2 separate regions of the Gasterosteus aculeatus genome follow, and region 1 is linked to region 2. A link is a contact called in public Hi-C data. All regions are on one chromosome and are shown on one strand. Each heading gives the region's core, a stretch centred on a gene start, on an enhancer-like site or on the middle of the called end of the contact. The rest is flanking DNA. Distances are from core to core; before and after follow the strand shown. Region 1 holds the start of cdkn1cb (cyclin dependent kinase inhibitor 1Cb). Region 2 overlaps ankrd26 (ankyrin repeat domain 26).

What was found. A called contact is a pair of places that touch in the nucleus more often than the background predicts.
Region 1: a contact with region 2 is called in a Hi-C map of skeletal muscle, with 5 times the contacts expected there. The contact joins the promoter of cdkn1cb here to the enhancer-like site in region 2. A contact is called at or near these places in 2 of 6 Hi-C or Micro-C datasets (both in skeletal muscle).

Annotation. Positions count from the first base shown.
Region 1 is chrX:21,440,917-21,447,728 of fGasAcu3.hap1.1, reverse strand. cdkn1cb (cyclin dependent kinase inhibitor 1Cb) reads right to left here and starts at 1,883. Exons shown (of 3, transcript XM_040163668.2): 1 at 1,098-1,883; 2 at 872-989; 3 at 1-434. The coding sequence starts at 1,629. The coding sequence ends at 874. ptdss2 (phosphatidylserine synthase 2) reads left to right here and starts at 5,627. Exons shown (of 13, transcript XM_040162904.2): 1 at 5,627-6,385.
Region 2 is chrX:21,384,029-21,390,320 of fGasAcu3.hap1.1, reverse strand. ankrd26 (ankyrin repeat domain 26) reads right to left here. Exons shown (of 41, transcript XM_078082942.1): 31 at 5,964-6,139; 32 at 4,930-5,023; 33 at 4,341-4,418; 34 at 3,555-3,689; 35 at 2,848-2,960; 36 at 1,724-1,871; 37 at 1,026-1,316; 38 at 586-821; 39 at 282-504. Among protein-coding and RNA genes, the nearest start is that of LOC120808869, 16 kb to the left of the region's middle. Within about 2 kb of position 2,675, at least 2 of the 9 cell types and tissues checked have open chromatin away from gene starts, as enhancers often do.

The DNA of each region.
Region 1 (6,812 bases), core at 634-3,133, 58 kb before region 2:
ATATACATAGAAAAACAGAACAGAAATAAACAATTATTGTCTCTATAAAGCTTTACACTTTTGGCCAGTGTAGACAATTATTTTAAAGTAATTTAGGATTGCACAGATGTTAAAACATTAACACTGTCGAGTGGCTGTATGCAAAGCAACAATGGATGCTACATTTGTACTGGATAGAAGTCAAACATGTCCTCTCTCTCCTCTCCCCTTCCTCCCCAAACCGTGTCAGTCCTGAGAGTCCGGTCCGAGTGCTCCGGGCGGCGCACCGAGCCGGAGACACCGGCCGGTCGGCCTTACTTCTCCCGCACCGCCTCTCCCTCCTCCTCCTCCTCCTCCTGCTCTCTGGCGTGGAAGAAGCAGGGAGAAACATCCCCGTCTTGATCCTCGTAAAAAAATGGTATATAGTGCAAAAAATAAAATAAAAATAGAGGCACCTGAGGAAAAGAGTAGAAACACGGTCAGTTTGGTTTCATGTTTCCTTTCTAGAAACAGTCGCTCCGGAGAAGAAAGACGCGGCGCAGCTTTCCGAGGAAACCCGAGATGTGACCTCAGCGGCGGGCGTCGCCCTTTACGCGCAGCCCTTTCCCGCCACATCGTGACGCACGTCCCCCTCCCCCACCCACTGGTCTTACTACAGCTACTACTATCACTACTACTGCGATTTCGCCACCGCCCCCGCCCCCCAGATAACACCGCCTGCCTTCCTGCACTGTTTTTGCCTCACGTAATCAATTCCAATTAACGCAAACAAATGATAAGATAAGCGCGTGCTTAAAGGTGACTTTTAATAACGAACGAGCATCTAAGGAAGAAGAAGTGTCGCAGATTTAAGGACTGGAAACGGTTGACAAAATACGGTGAATCGTCTCACCTTCAACGGATCCTCTTCCGTGGGGTTTGTTCCACTGGGATCGGAGACTTGGAGAGGTGGCACGCGCTTGTATCATTGGGTTTTTTATCGGCAGCCCTCTTTCGCTTGACGAAGAAGTCTGCGGGAAACGAAGAGATACAGTTAATACACAGGAGGGAGCTTTGGACACTGAGCCCAGCCAGGAGCGCACACGGGAGGTTTCTGAAGGGGTCGCGTGTTCTTTTACCTGTGATGTGTGTGTTGTTGTCAGTAGCGGCCGCTCTCTTGCGTCTCACACACGGGACGTGTCTCTGCGCTGGCCTCCCGGAGTTGAGCGTGTCTGTGCGGTTCTCCTGGTTAACCTCACCCGGGCACGGAGCGCCGCTGCTCTCGGGCACGGCCAAGCGCTCCAGTACATCCATGTCAGGGGCCTCCGGGAGGACAGAGTCCGCCGAGGGCCTCCGCGTAACGGGCGTCTCGGCTACCTTGCTCCTTTCGTTCTGTACAGAGTCCTGATAAAACCCCGGGCTGGTATCCACGGGCACCTCTTCCCACTCGTAATCCCCCACCAGCGGGGTGTTGGCCTCGAAATTAAAGTTCCATCTCTGTTGGTCCCGTTCGGAAATCTCCCGCATTTTGTCTTTCATCTCACGGCTCAGCTCTTCGTGATCCACCGGTCCGAAGAGGTTGCGGCAGACGGTCGTGCGCCTGTGGAGAGGGAAGGTCCTGCGGGCCACCAGCCTCTCCTGCACGCTGCCCGACAACTGGACGTTGGACATCTCCAAGATCTTGCAAACCAAAGCCAAAAATACACAGATGAAGATGCCCCCTTTTTAGCTGATCGAGCCCCGTCGTGTCAGCTGTTGTGCTTTTGTTGTGTCTCTGTTCCTCCACTCTCGTCTCCGCTACAGGACTCGGTTTAAATGTACCTTCTCGGTACGGACGTGGGAGTATATAACCTACCGAAGACCCCTCAGGCAGCGAAGCCACCTCCCATTGGTGACCTGAAGCCCAACCCCCCCGAACGAAGCCCGCAGTCCCCCCACCCTGATTTCCCATCGGCCCCTGGTGCCCACTTGGCTGTGCGCCGAGCGGAGCAGGTTGCTTTTTCCTCCCAGAGAGTCGAACCTCTGAGCGGACTCGATGTCTGCGTCAAACGTCAATTTCTGGGGGATCAATTTCTTACACTAGCAGCTGCTGGTTGTGTATCGATTATCGGACTTTATTTTCCTCCTTTTTCCGCACTATTGCCACCGTATTGTGCGATCGATAATGGACTAACGGGGATCGATCGTCTTACGTTTCATTAACTTAACGGTATATTTTTTAACCACTTTTCAAATCGCAACCATGTAAAATGCTCATAGAAAAGAAACAACTTTTTAAAAGCAAAATGAATCTCGCTGGTTTCATTCTGTGTCTAGTATTGCCCCCCAGCACACACTATTTCCTCACCCATCATAATGTCACTGCGAGCTCCTCGGGTTTGTATCGGATCACACCCTTATTATGTGTGACTATTGTTCAGCCGCACCGAGTATTCGGTGTTATTCATGCAACAATATGGATTTCGTTAAATAGGCCTGCTGTACATTACATCCATTACAATCATAACCATAACCATCAGTGTCTTCAGATCAGGACGCGCCCAGTGACCTCTAGTGGCTCGAAGCCGGTACTGCACCACGAGCTGGTTGAACGTGCAAACGCATCAGCAGGAGCGTGCTGTTTACAGGACACCTTCTCGTGACACCACGCTGTCACATTGGACATGTGAGAGTTAACAAAGTCACGTAATTGTAAAGTGCAAGACCCCCCGTGGAGGGGGGCATTAGGATGGCATTGTTTGCAGCAGAGTGCCTTAATGGTTCGTTCACTCGTTGGTTCGGGAGGTTCTTTCACCCACGTGACGTTCGGTGCTCACGGCTTGGACGTGTGATTCGGCTGTAGTGATGCTGCGGATGAATCCACTGTGAAGTGTGGCAGCACCTGAGGACACATATAAGTGCTCAAGATCGGGTCATATTGTATTGATTGTATTGTATCCTGATTATTTGCACGTATAATATTGGGTTAGGACGGACAAAGACTTTTGGGAGTAGTAATATTGGAATTCATGCAGCTCATCTCGTGGCACCTTTTACATCTTTCGAATCAACATGAAATATCTTTTGTTATATTTGAAAGAGATCAAAATAGTTCAAATTTTCAAGAGTTGAAGTATGATTGCCGTCCCACCTAGTGATTATACATCATTTTAACCCCAATCATAACCCATAAAAGCAAAACAGTCAGTCTTTTTCGACCATAGGCCGTGATCTCGATGTTGTTCGTTAGCTCCCTCTAGTGGTGAGAAGTATTCACTAACATGTGGCCTTTTCCATTAGCCGATTTTAAAGCAGTGTGCAGAGAGAAGAAATTGTATCTCACAAACGATTAATTCCAGTGCTGACTTTGATGGTATTATTATTCCTCGTAAATAACAAAGTGTATTAGAGCCCATGCTGATTTACAGAAGCCGAATTAATGAGCCTGATCACAAGTGTGCTTCTGTCTCACTATCCCTGAAGAGAAAATTATCTCATTAGACACATTCAAACTGGTCACACATTTACTTTGACAAGTTGGAGTAGGACTTCTGTTCCTCACCCTCCAACAGATGTGATCAGTTAATGTTTTAAAGGCCATTAAAATGCAGGGAGGACTGCATTAGTTAATCGTTCAAAGGGAGGTTCATCCCAGAGCTTTCATTGTGGCAACGAGGACAATCAGTCAACTAGAGTGATGTCCTCCGGCCTGCCTCTCTCTGACAAATGCAGCAATATGATTCTTTTATCTCCAAACAGCCACACACACACACCTCACATGGCTCAACTTGACTGACAGGGGCCGAAGGCAACGTTCCATTAATGACCTACATGTTTTTATTCACATAGAAAACCTACCTTTACCCTTAAGCCCGGTTTGCTACAAAAGACACCCCCCTCCCCCTGTCTGGCTCCCCTCCCACCTCGTCTGAAGAAACTCATCCTTCTGATTTTAAAAATGGGCTGCGGGCATCACCACAGGCCGCCTTCAAAAGAAAGATGAATGGTAATTTGACCCCACAACCACATGCTCCACCTATACAACACTTATCTCTGCAGGCTGCACTCACGCTTGAAGTTGCCGTCGTTTTGAACCCTTGAGTGATTTCCTGAACGAGTTAGCTGCTGTTTATAGCAATTATGTGTTTCGGAATCCCATTAGACCTTACAGAAACAGCCCTTTTCCCAACAAACAGCTATAGCTATGGTTGAATGCACGTATTGTACGTCGCTTTGGATAAAAGCATCCGCTAAATGACATGTAATGTAATATAGAAAATACACAATTGTTGCATTATGTCATCAGATGAATTGACATTTGAGGCTCATTTATTAAAAAAAGACAGAATATCTAAAAGGGAAATTTGAAATATCTGATCTGAATCAATCAGGAATCAGGAAACATTTATTGCCAAAATATGTCAAACATACAAGGAATTTGTCTTGGCGGTTGGTGCGTGACAGTAGACAGTGTAACAATAGACAACAAGACAGCAGTGCACAAGTAATAAAATAAAATGAAATGCTAATGCAATGGGGTTAGTAGAATAAGGCTATGGGTTAGTATAAAACAAGGGAATAAAGTTAAAGTTAAAAATTAAAAATATTAAAAAAGTTACAAAATATTAAAAAATAAAGTGCACTATCGAACAAGTGACAAAGTGACGAGTGACGACAAAGTGAAAAATGACAGTGATGAATTACAGTTAAAGTGACATGTGCAGTGTGAAGGGGAGTGACCGGTGGAGTGTTATAGTCAGTCAGTGGGGGACCGGCTCTGTTGATGAGCCCGACTGCCGACGGGAAGAAACTGTTGGTGTGGCGGGAGGTCTTAGTCCTGATGGACCTCAGCCTCCTGCCAGATGGAAGGGGCACAAACAGGTTTTGTACCAGACGCTGATGGAGGAGCAGAGGACGGACTCCATGATGGCTCAATCCACATGCATGTTTGTGGATGTAAAGCAATGTGTTATCAGAGGAGTTGATTTGATGCATGTTTCATAAAATAACATGTGTAGTGCCAGCAACAAAGAACTAATAAAGAACTGTGTATTATCTTTGATTTATATAAAATCATGCTTCATTCTAGATGTATTATTACCATACACTCTGGCTTTGTGGACTCCTTTTGGTTTTCTTTTTTTAAACCTTAAAGATATTCTGATAAATGGCAGCTGCTATCACCTTCTTTTTTAGAACGTACTATTGTTCTTTTATTGTTCAACTAACGTAGAACTGAAAAAGCCTCTTGAAAAAAAGAAAATTGTTGTATCCTTAAAAAAACAAATCATTCATGGGGTATTTTCCTTAATTCCTTTTGTCGGTAAAAAGGCAACCGCTCTTTTAAACCGCATTTTTTACACCGGCTGGTCCATTTCCCAACAGTTTTTAATCAATCATCCAGTAGGTTAATGTTTTAGCAAAAACATGCCTGTGACAAGTTCTTTAAACTCATTTTGACGTAGTTTAGTTAAAATAGCTCTTTTAATGTTCTCGCTCAGATAAGACTTTTAAGATATACTATACTCTCCTTCATGCCTCTTGCTGATTTTTAGCTGCACATCATGTGTGTAAACATGCATTTCAAAATGTCACAAACTGGTATTAGACATAAAATGAACTCAAAGGGTTAACCAAAGCGTTTAGCAAAGAAGAACCCAAATCAGTGTCTGAAAAGCACGTGCACTCTGTCACAATCACAGTGACGTCAGTGGCAGAGTCGCTGTTTGATTAACAGTTATTGAAAGTACAACTTAAAACTAATCACCAATAGGCCAAGGGTATATATGAGTAAAATGTGAACATATTTCTATTGCGATGCAGTTTAGTAAAAGTATTAAGTCGTGAAAATGCTTGAGTACAGAATATATATTTATCTTGGACTCGGATCGGTTAAGAGTGACATAACGGTGGTGACACCTTTTTATTATTATTGTGGTTTATGGCGACTGATGAGGCGTGTGCTAAACGGAAGTGACTACGTGCACATTATCGAAAACAGGATGACACGACTTTTGTTCACATATTTTAGCAGGTTGCCGATAAAACTGCAAAAGGGTTGTGGTGTTATTTTGTATGTATCCGAAGCGTCAGAATTTACTCATAACCAAATCGTTTGAACGGCTAAACCTCAGCTAAACCCGCCAGATGGGTCACGCGATCCTTACACCATAACTAAGGAAAGTAACATATGTTGAACCTCTGAGCTAAACGTTGTGATTCCAGAATAATGTAATTTATACGTCCGACTTTAAGGGCGTCTTTTATTGTGCAGAAAATAGACCGGATACGGTGTCGTCGCTACCATTAGCTTGATGCTAAATGTGCTCGACGGGCATGTGACGTGAGCCTGGTGGTAGTGAGGTTTGGCTTTCAGTTGCAACTGTGTCAGACAGTCACCAGGCGGAGTATGATCTTGTTTACCTCTTAATGCTTCGTCCCTCTACTGGTAAAACGGATTTCAGGCTTTTGCCCCATTTGTTCGCACTGATGTAACGTTAGCGGCTCACGAGCTTCATCTGGACTCCACTTAGTTACGTTAATCCCATAAACGCAACGTGGTACGTAATGTTAGCTTAACGGTGGGGACACCACGCGTAGGTAATGTAAGGACAATTTGACACTTAAGTGTCACACTGGTGACTCGTTGCTTTACGTCAATCGTTAACGAGCCTGTCCGTTAATTTAGCCCTGTTAACGTTAGCTAATGCAACTGAACGGGGAATAGTCGCGGCTAGCCGGCTAACGCTCACAGAGCTAACGCGGTTAGCCTCGCGCGGATCGCGGTGTAGCTGCTGTGATTTATTTAAGACGCGTTACGCACGGCTCGTCCGCCGTGTCGCCCTTCTAGTTTGGTATAGATGCGGTGATATAAA
Region 2 (6,292 bases), core at 1,426-3,925:
CTGCCATAAGAGATAGAAAGAGGAAGAAACAAAAGAAGTGGCTACAATGACAGACGGCGTTCTTGTAGACGATTTCTTCTCCACAATCTGAATTAACTGACGTGTGACACCGTAAAACGGTTATGATGATGCCACAGCACACTAACCTTTGTCTGAACAAAACGACCCCCGGTTACACAACAGCAACACTGACTAACGTGACGCTACAGAAATGAAAATGGCCCCCAGAAAGAATTTCCCCAGTAATCACCACGACCATGTCCGTTCATGCCGGTACCGACCTTGGCTAGGTAGTCTTCCACCCGGCTGCTCTGCCCGTCAGTCACAGGGCTGAGGAGGGAGCGTCCCAGGCCAAGGCTCCTGTTGAGGGGCCCCAGTGTGGCCCCGTAGTGCGCCGGTGAACCCAGAGAGCCCACGTCCAGCGAGGGCCCCCCGAGGCTACCGTTTGCTAGGCTGCTGGTGATCAGCAACTTGGAATTGGCTTCTGCGAGTCGCCTGTTGGCCCTGCGGGGGGGATCGTCGGTCCAGTTCAGGGAGAAAAAGAGAGAAATGTGCGGGCGACTTGTGAAGAACAACCTGGCTCACCTCTCTAGCTTGGCCACCAGGGACTTGCGGAGGCGCAGCTCCTCCGCGTAAAGATGGCGAAGCCGCTCGACCTCTGCGCGGGTGGAGTCTCTCTGGCTGAGGCTGTCGTGATGGGTGGTGCGGGCCCGGCCCAGCTCCCCCTCCAGCTCCCGGATCTTCTGCTCCAGCTGGGAGCGCAGGTTGGCCTCATTGGTGGCTTTGATCTGATCCAGTGCTTCTTGGGATGCTGCCTGGGACTGGGAGACAAACGTGTGCCGTCATGTATGAATAGACACATGATGTCCGTAAACACACAAGTCATTTATTTAGTCAATTATTCATTATTCTGATTGCAGTCTGTTAATCCTTTCTTGATGTTTCTTTTATATTTATGTTGTGTAAATGGGGCAGTGCGATATTTTCTCAGCTGTGGACTCCCTTCACATTAATCCATAAAATACCTGCAGGAAGATGTTGACCTGCTCCAGTTTCTGGTTTATTTCCTGGCGGGCCCGCTCCTCTGCATCCTGGCGAACCCGCTCCACCTGGCTCTGGTCCATCTGAGAGGCCTCCATGCGGCGTCTCAGGTCCAGTACTTCCTCCTCCAGCTGCCTCCTGCTCCTCTCCAGTTGGTCATTACTGCAGCTCAAGCTCTTCAGGGAGGCCAGCTGGTCCGTGAGGTCGCTGTTCGCCTTCTCCAGCTGGCTGCGACGGGAGCCTTCCTTCTTCAGCTGCAGCTGCAGATCGTCCAGCTGGTGACATGAAAAATAATGAATAATAATAATAAAATAATAATGATGCCATCATATTTTATTAGATTAATGTCTAAAGCTAATCATGAGTTTAATTCTGAGGACGTTTCATGACACCAGCTGTGTGGGAACCATCTGAGCAGAAGAATCTCAGAGCACCTCTTCTCTTTGGTCCCATTTGTCTTGCATTTGCATAACACGGCTGCGTGGAGGAAGGAGAAGGTGTGAACGTCTCCAGCCATCGTCCTAAATCTAATCAAACATCTGTTGTAGGCACCTTGAGTCTCCCTTTGGGTCTGGGACCTCCTTGCCTGCCTCCACAAGAGACTTCAGAACTGATTCCTGATTGCACGAAAAAATCTTCCACTACAACACCCAAATCGCAGTGGTTCACCACACGGACGGACCCTTTCTTTCATTAGTCCGAAGGCCCCCTCGGCCTGGCCCTGCCGGCCTTGGTCCGTCTGTAGGCCGCTGATAGGAGAGCCGTACTCCGCTCCACCGGTTTCCTGATCCCGCAACTTCTTCTTTGCAGTCTTCAATAAAGTACGAAACCTATAACAAATTCACAAATACTAGAATTAAATTAAAAAAAACTGTGAGTAACTATTACAAACCTATCTTTTCAACCAAAAATTGAAAAAGTTGAGAATATGCATGCATTTCTCAATGTCAACTTAACTCAAAATATGCAGTTTAACCATGATTCCAAACTGTTTAATTATTCACCTACTAAACGTAGTTGCAACCAGTTTTGACTAAATGTAACTCATATATACCAACGGTGAAAATATCTGATACAAAAAAACTAAAAAAGAAAATCTCAGAATAAGGAACGTCAAAGAATAACCCACACAACACAGTAGCGTAGTAGTAGTTGAGTTAGAAATGTAGATTATCTTTTCGGTTTGTGTTTTCAGATGTCGGTTTGTTAATAATTAATTCCTTTAGATGTGTGTGAATTTTATTTTTATGGAGGTGTTTTCATATTTGTTATATTTCCCCCTCTGAATATGCCGCATCCCCTTTTTGCTGTGGCCCCGTCTTACCGCCACAATGGCGTTTTGTTTGTGAAGGTAAGTCGTGTGGTGATAATGTCGCTGTAATGTTTGGGATGTATGAGAATCATTATGGTGAATGGACTGTATGGTTTTGTTTGTGGTTAAACAACAGTGTTGGGAGACACATGAGCGGTGCAGAGAGAGCAAGTTATCTGTCTGTTCCCCGTGCACGTGGCAATAAACAAGAAAAATCCCTCCTTGGAGTCATTTCAATCGCATGCCTGAACACATCTGTTACATTAGCACACAAATACCAGACAAACAGACTCCAGGGACTTGTTCTGCATCGATGAGTACAGTTAGACACAACTGAGACCCTTACAACAGTTGCACATTGGTTCACCACAGAAGCCGGGCAAGGGTGCACACTACTGGATGGTAGGTGGGTCTCAATAGTAGGAGGGGGGGGGGGGGGGGGTGCTGCCGTGGGTGAGGAGGAGGAGGAGGAGGAGGAGGAGGCTAGGAGTCACCTGTACATTTCTTTTTGAAGGTCTGTGTTTCTATTCATCTCCTGATCCAGCCGGATGTCTACAGCCTTCTTCTGCTCCGCTATTTTCTTGGCTTTCTTCTTTTCTATTTCCATCTGAAACACAACAAGGCAACAAGTCTTGACAGCCAAACCACGGCTAATTGTACCATCAGGAGGGAAAGTGCTTTCCTCTCTCCACTGGTTTCCGGTTAGGTTCAGAATTGATTTTAAGAATATTTTATTAGTTTTTAAGTCTCTGCATAGACTGCTCCCAGAATATTTATCCAGCCATATTAATGTGCATCAACCCTCCAGAGCCCTGAGGTCAGCTGACTAGTTGGTTCTGAACGTTCCTGGGTCGTTCCTCAAAACGGAAGGAGATGGAGCCTTCGCAGTAGCGGCTCCCAGACTGTGGAACGCTTTGCCGTTTTCTGTGCGTTCTGCAACGAGCCTTTCTACTTTTAAAACTCGCCTTAAGACCCACTGGTTTACCTTTGGCTGAGTTAAGTCACCTGTATTGGATCTTTTATCTGTTTGCCTTTCACTGTTTTACTGTTTTTGCTTGTTTGTTGTTCTACTTTTGCTCGTATTGTTTATTGCTGCTGATTATTTGATCCTGTAAAGCACTTTGGCCATTGGCCTTTAAAAGTTCTATATAAATAAAGTTGACATTGACATTGAATAAAACACTAGCCTCATTATGATCACCTGGGTGCTTAGGTCTCCCTTTTCCTTTTCAAGCTCCGCCAGTCGCAGTCCTAACTTAGAGCGGCTCTTCAGCTCCTCCTCCCACAGCGCCTGAGAGTCCTGGGCCGTGTGAGACAGCGTCCCTCGCTTCTGGACCTGAGAACGAGAAAGACCCAGGTGAAAATTGAGTGAAAACTTTCACTTGGTTCTGATTTCCCAGAAAGGGTTCGGGTGTAAATCATAAGTTTCGTTGGACAACTATATATTTTTTGCTGATATAGAAAAAAATTGTATAAAGTAGATTCTTTTCAGGGGGTTTTGATCTGATATGACACAACCATCGACATTTGTATCAACAACCAAAATCAACTACAATTCGATTTGACAATTTTGTTCAGGGCCCTGTAGGAAGGAGGTGCGCCTGGACAGAAATGGGCAGACTTCCCATAGGAATTTCAAAATAAGGGCTTATCAAAGATTATATTGCTTTACACTGCTCTTCTTCAACAGTCACAGTCACAATCACAACAGTTTTGAGCAATGCTTATTTTCTTATGTCTACCATTTGATTACATGTGTAAATGTGGTTGTATTTTAAATATCTTTGCAAACAACACCCTGTAAAAAAGTTAGATTATCAACTCTTTGGTGAAGGGGAAATGTGTGACTGTTCATTTTATCAGCGTCCATTCCTCATTTGGCAGGATACTCAAATATAAAGGTTTTAGACTAGAAAACAAGATGAAAAGTAAGACATCAAAATCTAGGCTGAAGACTGTTAGTGAGGAAACAAAATATGCCACAGACCTCGCGAGTGAGTTGGTCTTCCAAATTCATCTTGTTGCTTTGGAGGTTTGAAACCAAGTCCTCCAAATGACCTCTAACCTACAGCAATAAGAAAATTATTCAAACATAGCTGAACATGCTGAACTTGTTTTTTGTTAATCATTTTGGAAACTTGAAAGAACACTAAAGGAAGTAACATCCATCATGCAGCTTGAGACAAAAAGGAGTGAGAGACCCCACATAGCAAGACGAGGCCAAAGAGAGAAAACCCCAAACCGACACAAAGCTTTTACTTTCTCTGCACGTTTGATTTCTGGACTAGGAGCTTGTGCAAACGCCCAAGTACATTTAATCTTGATTAGAGGCGATTTATACGGTGAAAAACAGAGGTAAACCCACACAGAGAAGAACTAAGCCTACATCCACAATACAAACCCCTCCTCCAGGTGCACAGTCAGATAGCTGGAAAAAGATTGAATACCTTAAAATGACTTCACTACGTAAAAGTCAGCTATTTATAAGACAACGTTTTTCTCTGTGTATCACAATCCTTAGGTATTGTATTTGTAATAAGTAGATAACCTAATTGGATTACGTTTACAACACTCACCATTGCAGACTCCTGGGCCCCTTTCTGAAGTGTCTCAATTTTGTTGGACTGTTGCTTTGCAGCAGCTTCCAGCCTGGCGTTCTCTATCTCCAGCCTGATTTCACATCACAAATACTCACAAACGGTATCCGGAAAAATGCTAGACTCGTGCATGACAATAAAAGAATCATTAAAGGGAATATATATTCCTGACACCTGCCGTGGCCCTGCTGACGCCTGCTGCTGCCATCATCACCATCATTATTATTTTAGATATTAATCATATTACTGTACTCGTAAACCAACATTACCCTCTGCTAAAGTCTCTGTGCTCTCCCTCCCCACAGGCTTCTGTGGATGGTGGTTCTATGTGATGGTGGTTCTATCTGATGGTGGTTCTATCTGATGGTGGTTCTATTTGATGGTGGTTCTATGTGATGGTGGTTTTATGTGATGGCGGTTCTATCTGATGGCGGTTCTATCTGATGGGGGTTCTATCTGATGGGGGTTCTATCTGATGGTGGTTCTATCTGATGGTCGTTCTATCTGATGGCGGTTCTATCTGATGGCGGTTCTATCTGATGGCGGTTCTATCTGATGGCGGTTCTATCTGATGGTGGTTCTATCTGATGGTGGTTCTATGTGATGGTGGTTCTATCCGATGGTGGTGGTCCCTGCAGTGGTCCTGCTGTGCGTCTGGTTTACTACTCACAGTTACTTGAATCATTCTGTCATATAGTCTCATGTATTATACATTGTTCATTCTGTACACATGACGTCATTGTAGTCTGTCCATCAGGAGACGGATCCTCCTCTGACGTTCTCCCTAAGGTTTCTTCCCTTATGGAAGAGTTTTTTCGTTTTTTGGGGAGTGTTTCCTGTGCCGATGGAGGGTTTCTGGACAGAGGATGTCGTATGTGTACAGACTGTAAAGCCCTCTGAGGCTAATTTGTAATTTGCGATTTTGGGCTCTACATAATAAAATTAATTGAATTGAATATAACGTGATCAAACTGTAATCCAAGTGCATGTGTACATAATGTGTTATTACATACTGTTGCATGGCCTCCTCCAGCTGTTTGATGGTGATCTCAGAAGCTGCCGAGGCAGACAGCGCCGCCTGGTGTCTCTGAGCAGCAGCGGCGAGTTCCTTTTCTTTCTCATCCAGAACGTTCTTCAGACAGTTGATACGTTTCTCGGCTTGCACATACTGGTCTTCGCTTTCCTCTAGCTACATGATAGGGACAACGCATCAACCTCATCAGCATCGCGCAAAGAGGATTTACCTTCAAAAACGATGTAATACCTTCAAATTTCAGCGCAGCCTAAATTGTTTGTATCATTAACACAGCCGGAATCACTAGTGTGTATGCTGTAACATGCT